Linked DNA regions of Rattus norvegicus: region 1 is linked to region 2. A link is a contact called in public Hi-C data. All regions are on one chromosome and are shown on one strand. Each heading gives the region's core, a stretch centred on a gene start, on an enhancer-like site or on the middle of the called end of the contact. The rest is flanking DNA. Distances are from core to core; before and after follow the strand shown. Region 1 holds the start of Khdrbs3 (KH RNA binding domain containing, signal transduction associated 3). Region 2 has its middle 12 kb from the start of H3-7l.

Region 1 (6,353 bases), core at 3,533-6,032, 590 kb before region 2:
TCTTCCAGTGAGTAAAGAGAACTAAACCCCAGCATCACACCAGGGAGGAGGTGGGCATCACTGCAGATAAGAAAAAGGCAATGAGCTCTGCCCTTCGGTGGGGAGAGGAAACCTGCAGGGAGACGAGTAAAAATAGACAATGCATCTTTCAACCCAATGTGGTCAGGGAGCAAGACAAGGAACTGCACATCAGGAGGCGAGGCTTTCCGAGTCTGCGCTTGTTGCTAGCCAACACTGGACAGCAACCTCACTTCCCAGACCTCCGAGGGTCAGAACAGAGTAGTCTGGCAAACCGGACAACCTACTTTTGGCTTCTCTCTGACGCCCTCGAAGTGTGCTATTTCAGACAGGTTCTACAACTGAAATCCTGGCCCAAAGACCTCTCCATCCCTGCGGTGCTGGCAGTAATTAAAATACAAGCATCACCTGGGACAGAAGGCTCTCAGAAACATTATTCCAGTTCATCCGAACCTCGGATCACTCTGTATCTCCAAAGAACAGCTGGGGACTGAGTTCTGAGGAAAGAAGACATCTATAAACCTGAAACTCATTCTCTCCTAAAGTAGAATACGGGGCTTCTGGTTCCTCACCTCTTCTCCAGCAGTCAGCACAAAAAGCCTGGCACTTTTAGTCCCCAAGGGTCCAAGTGCCAGAACACTGTATCTCTCTGTGAGGCATTGCACAAAATTCAGAAGTCACTGACCTCAAACTGAGTCACTACATCCATGTCCTACAAATGTAAACCCAAATACTCACAACCAGAAGAGAAACAAACAAACAAGAACTAATGGCAGCCTCTTCTGGATGAGGTAGGGAAGCTCACTCGGAAGAATATGGGTGCCACGCCTAGACAGCACTCTGCTAATCTCCGTGCTGAGCCCTCTCTGTGCAGGTCAGAGCGCACTCAACCAGAGCCAAACGATTTTCCAAAAGGGACTCCCCAAAACGGAAGCTTCACCATGGAGTTTTGTTCAGTACAAGGAACTACGGGCTAATGACTCTCTTTCTGCACATACATAGGCTCACACCTTTTTGCTTAAATAACGCAAAAAGCCCTAATATTTGAGAAGCTGAGGGCACACGAAAACCATTATTTTGAAATAGCAACAAAGGGCTTATCAGTGTGGGCTCACAGACAGCCTCACTTCACTCTGCTTCCTCCTGTAACCAACAACAACTAAATATAACTTGGCTGAGAATAGCCACCAATCTTTACATTATTAGATAATTAAAAACACGGGGTTATGCCTTGGACAGACTTGAACAGCGAGCCATCCAAACCAAAATGTGAGATTAAATCATGACACAAGAAAGACATCCTGGAGAGGGATTTTATAGGTCGGAATATCTCTTTCTGGCAAATGTAACACAGGGCAAGCACCACCCCTGTAGTCTAACTGACCTCCATAACAAGAAGCACAGCAGTTCCCATTGTAGGCATGACTGGGGGACCAAGCAGGGCACAGTGAGCGAACGCCAAGGCCAATTTCTTTCCTTTCTTACCAAGCCTGACTTCTTTTGTCTTCAATGCCAATTAAGCACTAGCCTTACTTTTGTTGTCGAATGAAATTTTACACTGGGGCAACGAGAGAGAAGCAGCTTCCTTTGGAAATTAAAAGTCACCTGGGTAACTCATGTCCATCATGAACCTGGACAAAAGGCAGCCGTGCACCCGCACTAGCCGAGGTCTCACCTGAGGGCTATCTGCTCCAGTCCTTACTTAAAGACTGTAGCAACAGCGATAACTCAGCCAGGGCGCAGATCGATGTTTATGAATACCGCATTCTGAAATAACTATGTCTCATTTATAATCTGTCTCATTATGGTACGGTGCTGATTACTAAACTAAAATACTGGTCACGGGAGGGCTTTAATTCACAGGTGCCTTGGCTGGGGAACTAAATCCTTCCGAAGTCTACAATGGAGGTCTGCTTCTTCAAAATGCAGAAAGAGCCCCTTGTCTCTTACAACAGTGTCAATCTTTTTAAAGGACATAGTACTTCCCTCTCATATTAAATTAACCATGTACAATCATACTCACTGTATTGATTTCAATAGTGGTTTAAATTGATACTCAAGAAGAGTTCATTTCAACTTTTGGGGGGGGGCGCAAGTCACATATAGAAAGAAGAATGCCATTCAAGACAGAAGATGTGAGTTCAAATTAATTCTCAATACCTACAGGCTGATGCGCAGTAGGGGTCCCAGTAGCCTCTCAGAAAGCACTGATTGTCTTGCCTGCAGGCCTGGAAGTATGAGGATAGAACTAGACAGCAAGTGCTCAAGTGCTGTGGAAACTTTGCAAACTGTGCAAAACCCTAAGGACCATCAGCCTCTGAGACAGGAGCTGCAGAGTGTCTCTTACGTGCCACACACCACACATGGTAAAGGTTCATCTCCGTACCGACCATTCCCACCTGTGGGAGATTCCAGCATAACTCTAAAAAGGCTTTTCTTGGAGCAAAAATTACACAGCAAAATAAGAATAACAACACTTTCATATGACCAGTGAGAGGGTAGCTATCAGATTTCAAATGAAACTTTGCCAAAATTCACCCGAATGCTGACTTTAGACCTGATGGTTGTTTTTTTTTTTTTTAAAGGCACTTGTAATGTTAGGAGTTACGTAACAGACCATAATTAATATTTTAAATGACAGAGCACTGTGTCCTGGATACCAGGCTCCATCTCAAGTCATGTAAGAACCCGCAGTAACGGGAGCATCCTAGCAGCAGCGTTTCCTTCACCAGTAAGAAATGCACTTCTCACAAGAATTACCGTCCTGATGAAAAGCAAGGCAACCAAGTTAAAGCCAAACAAGTCCGGAAAACACCTCCCAGGCCACCATTACCCCCAGCAGACACACAGGAACCGACAGAATTGTGGACATCTTAACAGCACTCGGCTACGACAACACAGTACGGGAAAACAAGCCGGACTTTTAAAAGAACTCATTATCTTTTCAAACCAGTTTCCCTGGTGGAGGAGAACCCAAGTTTGATTTAGTCTCTTCACCAGGAAAACTGTACTTGGTTTCACAGTCCACACCATTTCTAAGCCACTGATCTCACACAACGTACAAAGAATTTTCTTACAGAGACGACAGCCCGGGCAAGCAGCAAATGATACACGTAAATCACAGGGAGTGGGGAGTACAATTGTAACCTAACTGCAGGGACCTAACTACAAGACTGTTCAGAGGAACCAGGCAGTAAAACTTAAAATTCTTTTTCGCCAATTTAAGAGTGAACGCCCATTACTTTTTCACAAGCCCCGTTACATGAAAGAAATCAAAATAAGCATGCCATTAACGGGAGAGGCTGGCGAACATATCTCTGTTCAACAATTGAAAGAAGCTTAAATTCTTGGAGAAGGTAAGTCTCTCCACCACCCGCACAAAGGACAACAGCCTGCTCCTGACAACTGTATACAACAGGCAAGGAGCAGGGGTCGTGGTTCTAAAACATAGGTGTCTACACACAAATAGAATATGTCTGCCTCATCTTTCTCTCCCAACAATAAGAGTCAGGACCAGCACTGTGAACAGCATACCATAGGATCCACTACACAAAGTGATTCATAAAAAGGATACAGATCTGACCAGATGATGTCTCTGCCATATCCCTAAAAAAGAAGTAAGAAGAAAGAAAAAAAAAAAAAAAAAAAGACCAGAGGTTCCCTAACCATCTTTCTGGGAAACATGCTGGACCCGGGTGTAGCAGATAGATTGGGGGAAGGCAAGCTTCATTTACCTTCCATCCCAACAGATGATTCAGGAAGCCAGAGGAGAAGTAAACCAGAAGAATACTGCCTTGGGTAGGCGTGCCTCCATAAACCCCAATGTCCCTGTCCTTGGCACTTCCCGGTTCCTTTTCCACCCGCGCTGGTTGGAGGAGTGTGAAAAATGGCACAGGCGGTGGTTCCTTTGGCAATGTGTTCAACCCTAAGCCTGACACCAATGAGGGTCACCCGCCCAGCTTGTCTCAAAAAGAGAAAGGGCGAGCAAGAACTGGCTCTCTGGCGGGCCTCCTCTCCCAAACTGAGACCTCCAAGGGCCGCCTGCCTGCCAGCCAGGCTGGCATGAGTGCCCGCCCCCAGGAACGGCAAACTGCCCAGCCAGCGGCCGCCTAGGCACACACAGAAAAACCGTGGGAGAGGGACTGGGCTCCTCCCTCGGGGCCGCTGGAGTCCTCCCCTTTATCGTGCTTGAAGGAGCTGACCCTAAACCTCTTCCAAGGTCCCCAAACTTCACTAACAACCCAAGCACCTGTTCCCTTCATCTCCTGCGCAGCCGATCCGCTCAAGCTCATCGGTATCCCTGCAGCACTTTCTTCTAGCTCCTTGGACACCCGAACACCCCTGGTCCCAGGGTGCCCCACTCTCTCTCCCTGGTGGGCTCACCCAAGATCGGTCTAGACACAGACTCCTACACTCTCGCTGCCCTCCACCCAGAAGTTTCCCCTGGGTCCACCAGGGTCCCCACGGAAGCGCCTCCAGTCCCATGCAGATGTCGGGCCTCCTCCCTCCTCCCCGGAGCCGGCTACTCGGGTGCCGTTAACGGCCGGCGCGCTCACCTCGGTTCACCAAGCGCAGGGCGTGCGTGAAGGAGGGGTCCAGAGAGTCCTTCTCCGCCATCAGCTCCGGCAGGTACTTCTCCTCCATGCTCGCCGGCCGCCGGGCCCGCTTCTCCGCCCCGAGGCGCGCGCGCGCCAGCCGCCCCGCAGCCCGAGCCGCCCGCCCGCGGCGGCGCGGACCCCGCCAGGCGCCTCGGCGGCCAAGCCGGGCGGGCGGCCGGGCGGCGGTGGCGGCTCGGGGCGGGCGGCGGCCGCTCAGCCCGGCCCCGTGGAGCCCCAGATCACCGCGCTGCGGGCCGCGGGCTGCACGGCGGCGGGATGAGCTAAAGGAGCGGGCGGGGAAGCCGAGGAGCGCTGGCCGGACTAGCCCGCTGGCGGCGACCGTGCCTGGCTCTGCTGCGACCCGCCCCGCGCGCCGCCTCGCGCGCTCTGAGCCTCCGCGCAGTGCCCCGCGCCCTCCCCGCCCCGCCCGCCGCGCCTGCGCGCTGTGCCGACCGCCTGGCGCGCGCCGCCTCGTGGGGGCACTGGGACTGCGCGGACCCGCGGCGGGGATATTGTAGGGGCGCTTCTAGTCCCCGGACCTGGGGTCTCCATCCCGGGCTCCCCGATGAGCACCTCTAAGCCGTCCAGCACTGCCTTGTACGTGCAGTCTGGGAAACTGAGGCTCACAGGTCAAGTGGCGCGTCCAAGGTCACCCGTCCTAGGGAGGAGGGACAAGGGCAGAGCCTTTGGAACCCAAGTTCATCAGGCTGGGCTCTGGGAACCGGCAGGGAGACCAGGCTCCTGGTTCGCCAAAGCTCCGCGGACTTGCCTAACTTAGGTCGCTTTGCTGTCCGCTGCTATTTGTACGAAAATAGCGCCGGACCGGACTTGAAACGCCAGCCTCCTGAGACCCTTGGCGCAGAGGTCGGTTACATAAAAGCGCCTGCCCTTCAGACTGTCTTTGTCTTCCAAGACTTGCTCCCGGTTGCCCTTCTCCTTACATGGCGGTGTCTGGACATGGATGAATGAGCCCCTCTAAACTCTCTCCAGTAGGGAACCTACCACACCACACATAAGTGGTGATGTCTTCTGTCGCCCTCGAGTCACCCAACCAAACCCCAGCAAATGCTCTCCTAGTCTCCTCGTAGATCTTTTGAGGTCTGTGAAATAAGTGTCCCACACTAGGCCAAGGACTTCTGAGTCTCCTCCTCTCAGAGGATATCATCATCCCAACCTTGATAACCTGGGTCCCTTGACAGTACTAAAGACTTTCCCAGAAAAGCCTTGTTTCATTTTCCCTCTCCCTGAACTCTAAAGCCATTCACAGAACCACAATTCTGCTTTTGGTAGCCTAGGGCTATCATGGAGAATTGCAAATTTGTCTGAGGGAGAAGTCTGCAACACCTGGTGTCTGGGACGATTGTGGGGTGATTTCGCACCAGAAAAGTTTCCTGAAGGAATCCTCCAAGCATCTGATCCCTTGTTCCAGCCTTGCATATACTTGGTTGCAGGTAAGGTGGTGCGACTCCAGAGCCTCCTGCAACAACCTCCCCCATGTCTCTCTTTCGGATGGAAAGGGCAAGAGGCAGTAAAACACAATGGTTAACTAGTTGTGACCCTTTAGCAAACTTAGGTCATCTGTGCCTCAGTTTCTTCACCTATCACATGGAGATAAGAAAAAATCATTTCTTAGTAAGGTCATGAGAATGTACTATTTCACCAGCATCCCGGCACAAAATGAAAGCCAGACTGTTCTGTGGCAGTCTCCCTCGAATGGCGGCTCTCTGAAGCAGAAGC
Region 2 (5,982 bases), core at 55-2,554:
CCCCGTAAAAATCCATCTGAAATTTTCCCCAATTTTCTCACCTCTATAATGAGAGCCCTCCCACCTGTGAAACTGGAAGCAAGTGAATGGAAAGGGGACCGTTTACTCTTCTTTTAAAATCATACATGGAGTCCATCAGTATGAAAGTTGGATTGAAGTATGTAAATCACTCACTGTGTCACCAAACTTTCATCCCTGGAAGAACAAGAAATCACAGGTCCGGTGGGCTTCTGCCAGCCCCTACACACATGCATAGTCATGCATGCATGCACACACACAAACACACACAGAAATACACACAATAAATCCACCAGGAATCTAAGCAAAATTTTACAATAACATTGGGCTGCAAGATGAACATTTGGCTCTAATCCTGGTTCTACCCCACTGTGGGGAATCCTTTTCTTTTGCTGGGTCTAGATTGTTGAACTGGAGGTTTGTCCTATCTATGTATTCTACAGTTCTAAGGGCTTCAATTCGGACTTTCCACTTGCATTAACAAATCTTCATTCAGTATTACTCATGCAGTTGATAATATGCTGTACAACATGCACTCTGATAAAAAAAAAACATATAAAGATTCTAAGATTCACCGGAACACAGTAACAGTGGGAGGAGGTCAGTGACTTGTTCCCCTCCTGCAGAAGAGAAATCTGAGATTCAGAAAAGCTAAAACATTCCACAACCCAGCCTCAGCCCACCCCTATACACCCTTCACTAACTACACCCACGCCCACCCGACTCCCACTCCAGAGCTCCAAAGACTTTTCAGCAATAATTCGCTCTGATTCTCTGGCACTTCTTCCTGTTTTCTAAAGTGAGATGCTGCTTAATAGAATCAGCTAGACCTTGGCTTGGAAAACCAGGGTGTCAAGATCTAGATCTACCCTGATATCCCTCTGTGACCTTGACTTTCTCTGAAACCATTTAATTATCCCCAGGAGCATCAAGCCTGACTCTGAGACCTCAACAGGGGTGCAACAGAGATCAGATGTGTTTTCAGATATAAAAATGCTTTAAAGAAGGAAACCATCCAGCCAATATGATTCGGTGCTTATCCTGTGTGCATCAAACCTCAGTCAGAGCAGAATTCTAAAGCTGTCTGAACTCTCTAAGCCTTTAGAACTGTGGACAGGAAGAACAAGGTATGTAATTTTTTGTTGTTGCTTTAGAAGCTCAAAGAAGGGCTAGGAAATCGTGACTTCCAACACTCACAGCTTTGAGTTTCTGTGGACAGCTGGGCCTAGAGATGACGTCATCTGGCATGAGTGAGAAAGCCTCCCTTCAGCAAGAAAGGGATTTGCAGAAAGGAAATATCTGTCATCTGTGTGAGAGCAAGAGGTGATTAAACACTCTGCACTTGATTATCCACCTGTAAAATGAGACTCCATACCTCAACTGTCCATGGGAGAAAGGACAGGAAGCCTCAGGAGGCCATGTCTACCACAACCCTAGATTAAGGCTTTATGTGTGATCTCACTGTGGAAAATACCATAAGGCAAAAATCCAAGATATAAAGATTTAGAGGCATGCTTTCCTGTCTCTGTTCACCGTGTAGCACAGCCTGACACAGAAGAGTGAGAGGATTCAATTGATGGTGGTGCATCTGATACTAGAATATGGCGGTGGTATGAAAAGGATGTCTTCTGGGACTTTTAACGGTCTGGGGAATTGTTAAAGATGCTGACAGTGCTGGGAAGGCACACGAGCACCTGACTCATCCCTCAGAAGCCACATGGATGACTGAGAGGAAGATGAAGCATGAGACTGGCAGACCAAATGAGGAAGGAGACCTCCTGTTAATCATCTCTTCATAATCTTGGAAGGCTAAAGTGGAAAGGGGCCATCAGTGTTCGCATAGTGAAGGGGACGAGCTCTATACTAAGACACTGTGTCATGAGGTCTTTCCAATTCCAACGGGGAAAAAATAAGTCTCTCGACGGGAACCCGCAGACTACTTTTGGCTGAAATGGTAAAATCAGAGTTGCCTTCCTGGCACCATGCTTGGGCAGTTCCCACAGCCGGGGCAGACAAAAAGGTGAGGAGACTATAAAGGCAGAGAAAGCCCTAATGGGTCTATCGCCATTGCAAATGATTCCATTCCATTTCAGGGAGGTATCTGAGCCCTCCAAAAATAGGTCTTCAGAATAATAACATGGATTGATGGCATCTGCGGCATTAGAGAAAACTAAACAAAAGATAAATAAAAACACATAAAATAAATTTTAATATGAGAAAAATGGAGTAATAGGATGCTGTGCAGATAAGTTGACTGTACATCATCACGGTGTAGGTGTTACCCTGGCACCTCCGAGGAGCAGATGCTATAAGATCCCATGAAGGTCAAAGCAGGTGGGGCTCAAAGCCACTATACACCTGTGACATTAAAATGCAGTTTGCAAACTGATTGTCATTTGCCCAGTCCAACAGGGACACTCCAACAAAGCATCTGACTATATAAATGAGTCCCATTCCTGGCAGCATCTAGTAGGAAGGGGCATGGATTAATTGATGTCCTCATGGCCTGAAGACAGGTAAAGGAAAACTGATACAATGTTGTTTCGTAATGCATAGCAGCATAAGATCTGGACCTGTGAGCAAAGGGAAGCTGCCATGTAAATTTTAGCCAACCCTGAAGCTATCAGGAGAAGGGAATGGGGAAGAAGAATGCTGTGCAGATAAAAAATAAATAAAGCTCCTGGTGTCCTCTACATTTATCACCCTCCCTGGAAGTTGGGTGAAGGTCACCAACTAGCAAAAGATGATGGGAGCAGAGACCCATGTTTGGTTCTAGGGCAAGAGACAATGTGAATGTTTCACCCATCACTCTACCTCCCTGCTCAGCAAGGTTGAAAAAATAGGTTGTTAGGGAGGCAGCATACCATGGAACTAGTTCCGGCTGTTGTTACTAGTGAAAAGGAAGTCTTCCTTCCAGATCCACCTATTTTCCCCCAGGACCAAATTTGGCCTCAAACCAGAGCACCAACCACTACTTCTGAAAGCTGCCCTCAAGAGGCTTCTCTACACCCTGTTCAAACAAAGATCAAGCCACTCCATTACTGAAACCTAATCTGAGCAGGCTGAGGCTCTAGCTCTATGGCCACTCCTAGACATAAGTGGAACTATGTTGTATGGTATAAGATCTTACTCCTGCCTCTGCCCCTACATCAGCTAAAAGGACAGAAGAGGCAATTTTCCAGGAATAAATAGACTAATGTGGCAGGAAACAAGAAGCTCCCCAGGAGTATTCTACCTCTTATTACCCATGAGAGGGTTCCACAGTGGTGCACTAAGAACATGTTACAAGTGACCAGATGTGTTCCCTTGTGATACAGAAGTCACTCAAGGATGTACCTACTGCTTTTGGTTCTCAGCCTTTCTCCTTTGCCTCTCTTGCTGGCATTCACACTGCCGTAGGGTGACCCACACAACAAAGTGTTAAGCTAGCTTGTCTGTGTTTTTTTGTATCTACACAAAGCAGAGCAGTTAAGGAAACAGGACAGAAAAGGGCAGACAATTAGCAGGATCTCTGAACATTCCAGAAACAAAAGCAAGAACTGCAAGCTAAGAACATGGCTGACATCACTTTACAGAGTTTATTTGCCCACTGCTATGGTTTCACTTCTCCCTTTTTCCTATGATGATGATGAGCCAGAATACCTGTAGCATGGAAATACTCTCCAGACCGCATTCCAAGGCAGCAGGAAATACAGAGATGGATGCCGAAGGGATTGACTCTAAATCAACAGTTGACAGAGTAGAGTAAAGGAGAAGTCTGAGTATTAGGTACTCCATGACAGTATCATAATCAGGGCAAAGACAGAAACCCTGAGCCTGTGGATATTCAATGCACAATAATAATGAGAAGAACTGAACATGCAGAAGAACTGTGGTGCTTGTTATCACCCTAATTCAAGAAATGCCATTGTGAGGCTTTGACCAAGAATGGCCCCCATAGTTTCATATGTGTGAATGCCAAGTCACAACGGAGTGGATTAAAAGGATTAAGAGATGTGGCCTTGTTGAAGTAGGGATGACTTTGTTGAAACCAGTGGGGGTGGACTTTGAGCTTTCATAAGACCATGCATGCCAGGCTCCATATCTTTCCCCCTCTGTGTGTGTGAGGAGGAAGGTATCTGTCTGTCCTTCTGTCTCTGTTTCTCTCTCTTTATCTCTTTTTCTGGGTGTGAATCAGTTCTCAGCTATTGTTCCAGTGCCATGCTCCCCACCATGATTATAATGTACTGAGCCTCTGAATCTGTAAGCAAGCTCCCAAATAAATGGTTTATAAGAGTTACCTTGGCTACAGTATCCTCTTCACAGAAACAGAACAGTGACTAAGACAGTCATGCTACTGTTTTAAAATCAAACTGAGTCTATCTTACCTCATCAGCCAAGAGTAGCACTAAGTCTATCTAAGATAAAGAATGGAGGAGACTCTACCATGATATAAATACTCAGTGTTTGTTGAGCGCTTACATGTCACATGTTGTCCCTAACTCTAGTGCATTGAACCTTTACAACATTTTCAGTAAGAGTGTTAGCATCTAATGCTATTGTGAAGAAACTAATTGTCTAAAGTCAAGAAAGTGGTGAGGAAAGATTTCAACTCTGACTGAACCCCTAACCCAATGCTACTGAGACAATAGAGTTCACATGATATGAAACATGGGACATGATCTCTTGTTTTCTACTTATCATGATGGCAGCTAAAAGTCCTCCCTGTCAAACTCTACACAGTCTATTAGAAGGCTGGCTTTTGTGGAACCACATACTCCTTCTGCGTGTTGAGGATTTTTCCACAGAAATGTCATCTGTAGCCTGCAACATGATAGATGGAGACTCAGACAGCCCATTTCTGCCATTTCTCAGCTCTAGGACTTTTGCTTTAGAATCACCCCAAACCTTTCCTTCTAGGGGCTCAAGAACTCCAATTCTCCTTTCCCAGGATATGGCTGTGGTCCTTGCCCCTACAAAGTGTCAGTCTCTGCTCCCCAACCTGCCTGGAAAGGTCTAGGCTGTCATCCTTGGGCCACTCTCATTTGGAGCTAGGGAGGTCGTTTATCAAAGATGTCTGGCTCCTTCTGGCCCCCTAGGTAAGGGAAAATGTTCTTGCTCAGAACAGATCCAGGGTCTCAGCATGGCATTTTCACACAGGAACACTCTGGGAGGGCTGTTCAGACTCAAAATAAATTTGAATATTTATTAAGCTGTTTCTGGAAGGCTGAAACAAAGTGACTTGGACATGGGGTGCTTTTTAAATTCATAGCAAGGTGACTTTAAGACTAGAGTTAGGCTAAAAAGACCTTGTCATCAGGCAAAGGTGGGAAGCCACAGCAGTTCAAATCCCCGCAACACCCCACAACTGAGTTCACCTTTGCTGAGCACCTGTTATTGCTCAGGCATGCGTCTAAGGATTAACAGTAATGACATCACTTCATCTTCAAAGCATCCTATGAAGGAAGCAGCATTAGAATGCCCATTCTACAAGTAAGGAAGCCTTAGACAATTATTTGCCCAAAGTCTCAAGAGCTAATAAGTGAAAAAGCTAGGATTCTAACTTACGTCCTTCGAAAAAGACACTCCAGGACTCAGCCTTGTACAAAGAGTAATCCTATGACCGCAGAACACATACAAATGTTGCCTGAAGCTGCAGTCCTACAGGCCTGCATTAGTGGAAATGTTGCTAGCATCAAAATCACCAATGTACATGCATATAATTGCTTAACATAAAAGAATTTCAGACACTCCCATCCTATACTAAGACTAATGATAATTGCTTTGCCTCACGGAAAGATTAAAGAGTACATTCTATATAATTCTATATAGAATGCCAGGACCACTAGCAACAATTTGAATTTGGAGCTGGAAAGATGGCTCAGTGGTTAAGAGCACTTACTGCATTAAAGAGGATGTGGGTTCACCCACACAGTGACTCACGATTGTCTGTAACTCCAGCTCCGAAGAGATTAGACATTTCTG

Evidence for each region. Hi-C and Micro-C count contacts between places; a contact is called where the count stands out from the background.
Region 1: a contact with region 2 is called in a Hi-C map of prefrontal cortex, with 4 times the contacts expected there. The contact joins the promoter of Khdrbs3 here to the enhancer-like site in region 2. A contact is called at or near these places in 3 of 12 Hi-C or Micro-C datasets (the A7r5 cell line, frontal cortex and prefrontal cortex).

The regions. Positions count from the first base shown.
Region 1 is chr7:102,725,272-102,731,624 of GRCr8, reverse strand. Khdrbs3 (KH RNA binding domain containing, signal transduction associated 3) reads right to left here and starts at 4,782. Exons shown (of 9, transcript NM_022249.2): 1 at 4,575-4,782. The coding sequence starts at 4,662.
Region 2 is chr7:102,131,258-102,137,239 of GRCr8, reverse strand. No RefSeq gene overlaps it. Among named protein-coding and RNA genes, the nearest start is that of H3-7l, 12 kb to the left of the region's middle. Within about 2 kb of position 1,304, at least 7 of the 93 cell types and tissues checked have an H3K27ac peak or open chromatin away from gene starts, as enhancers often do.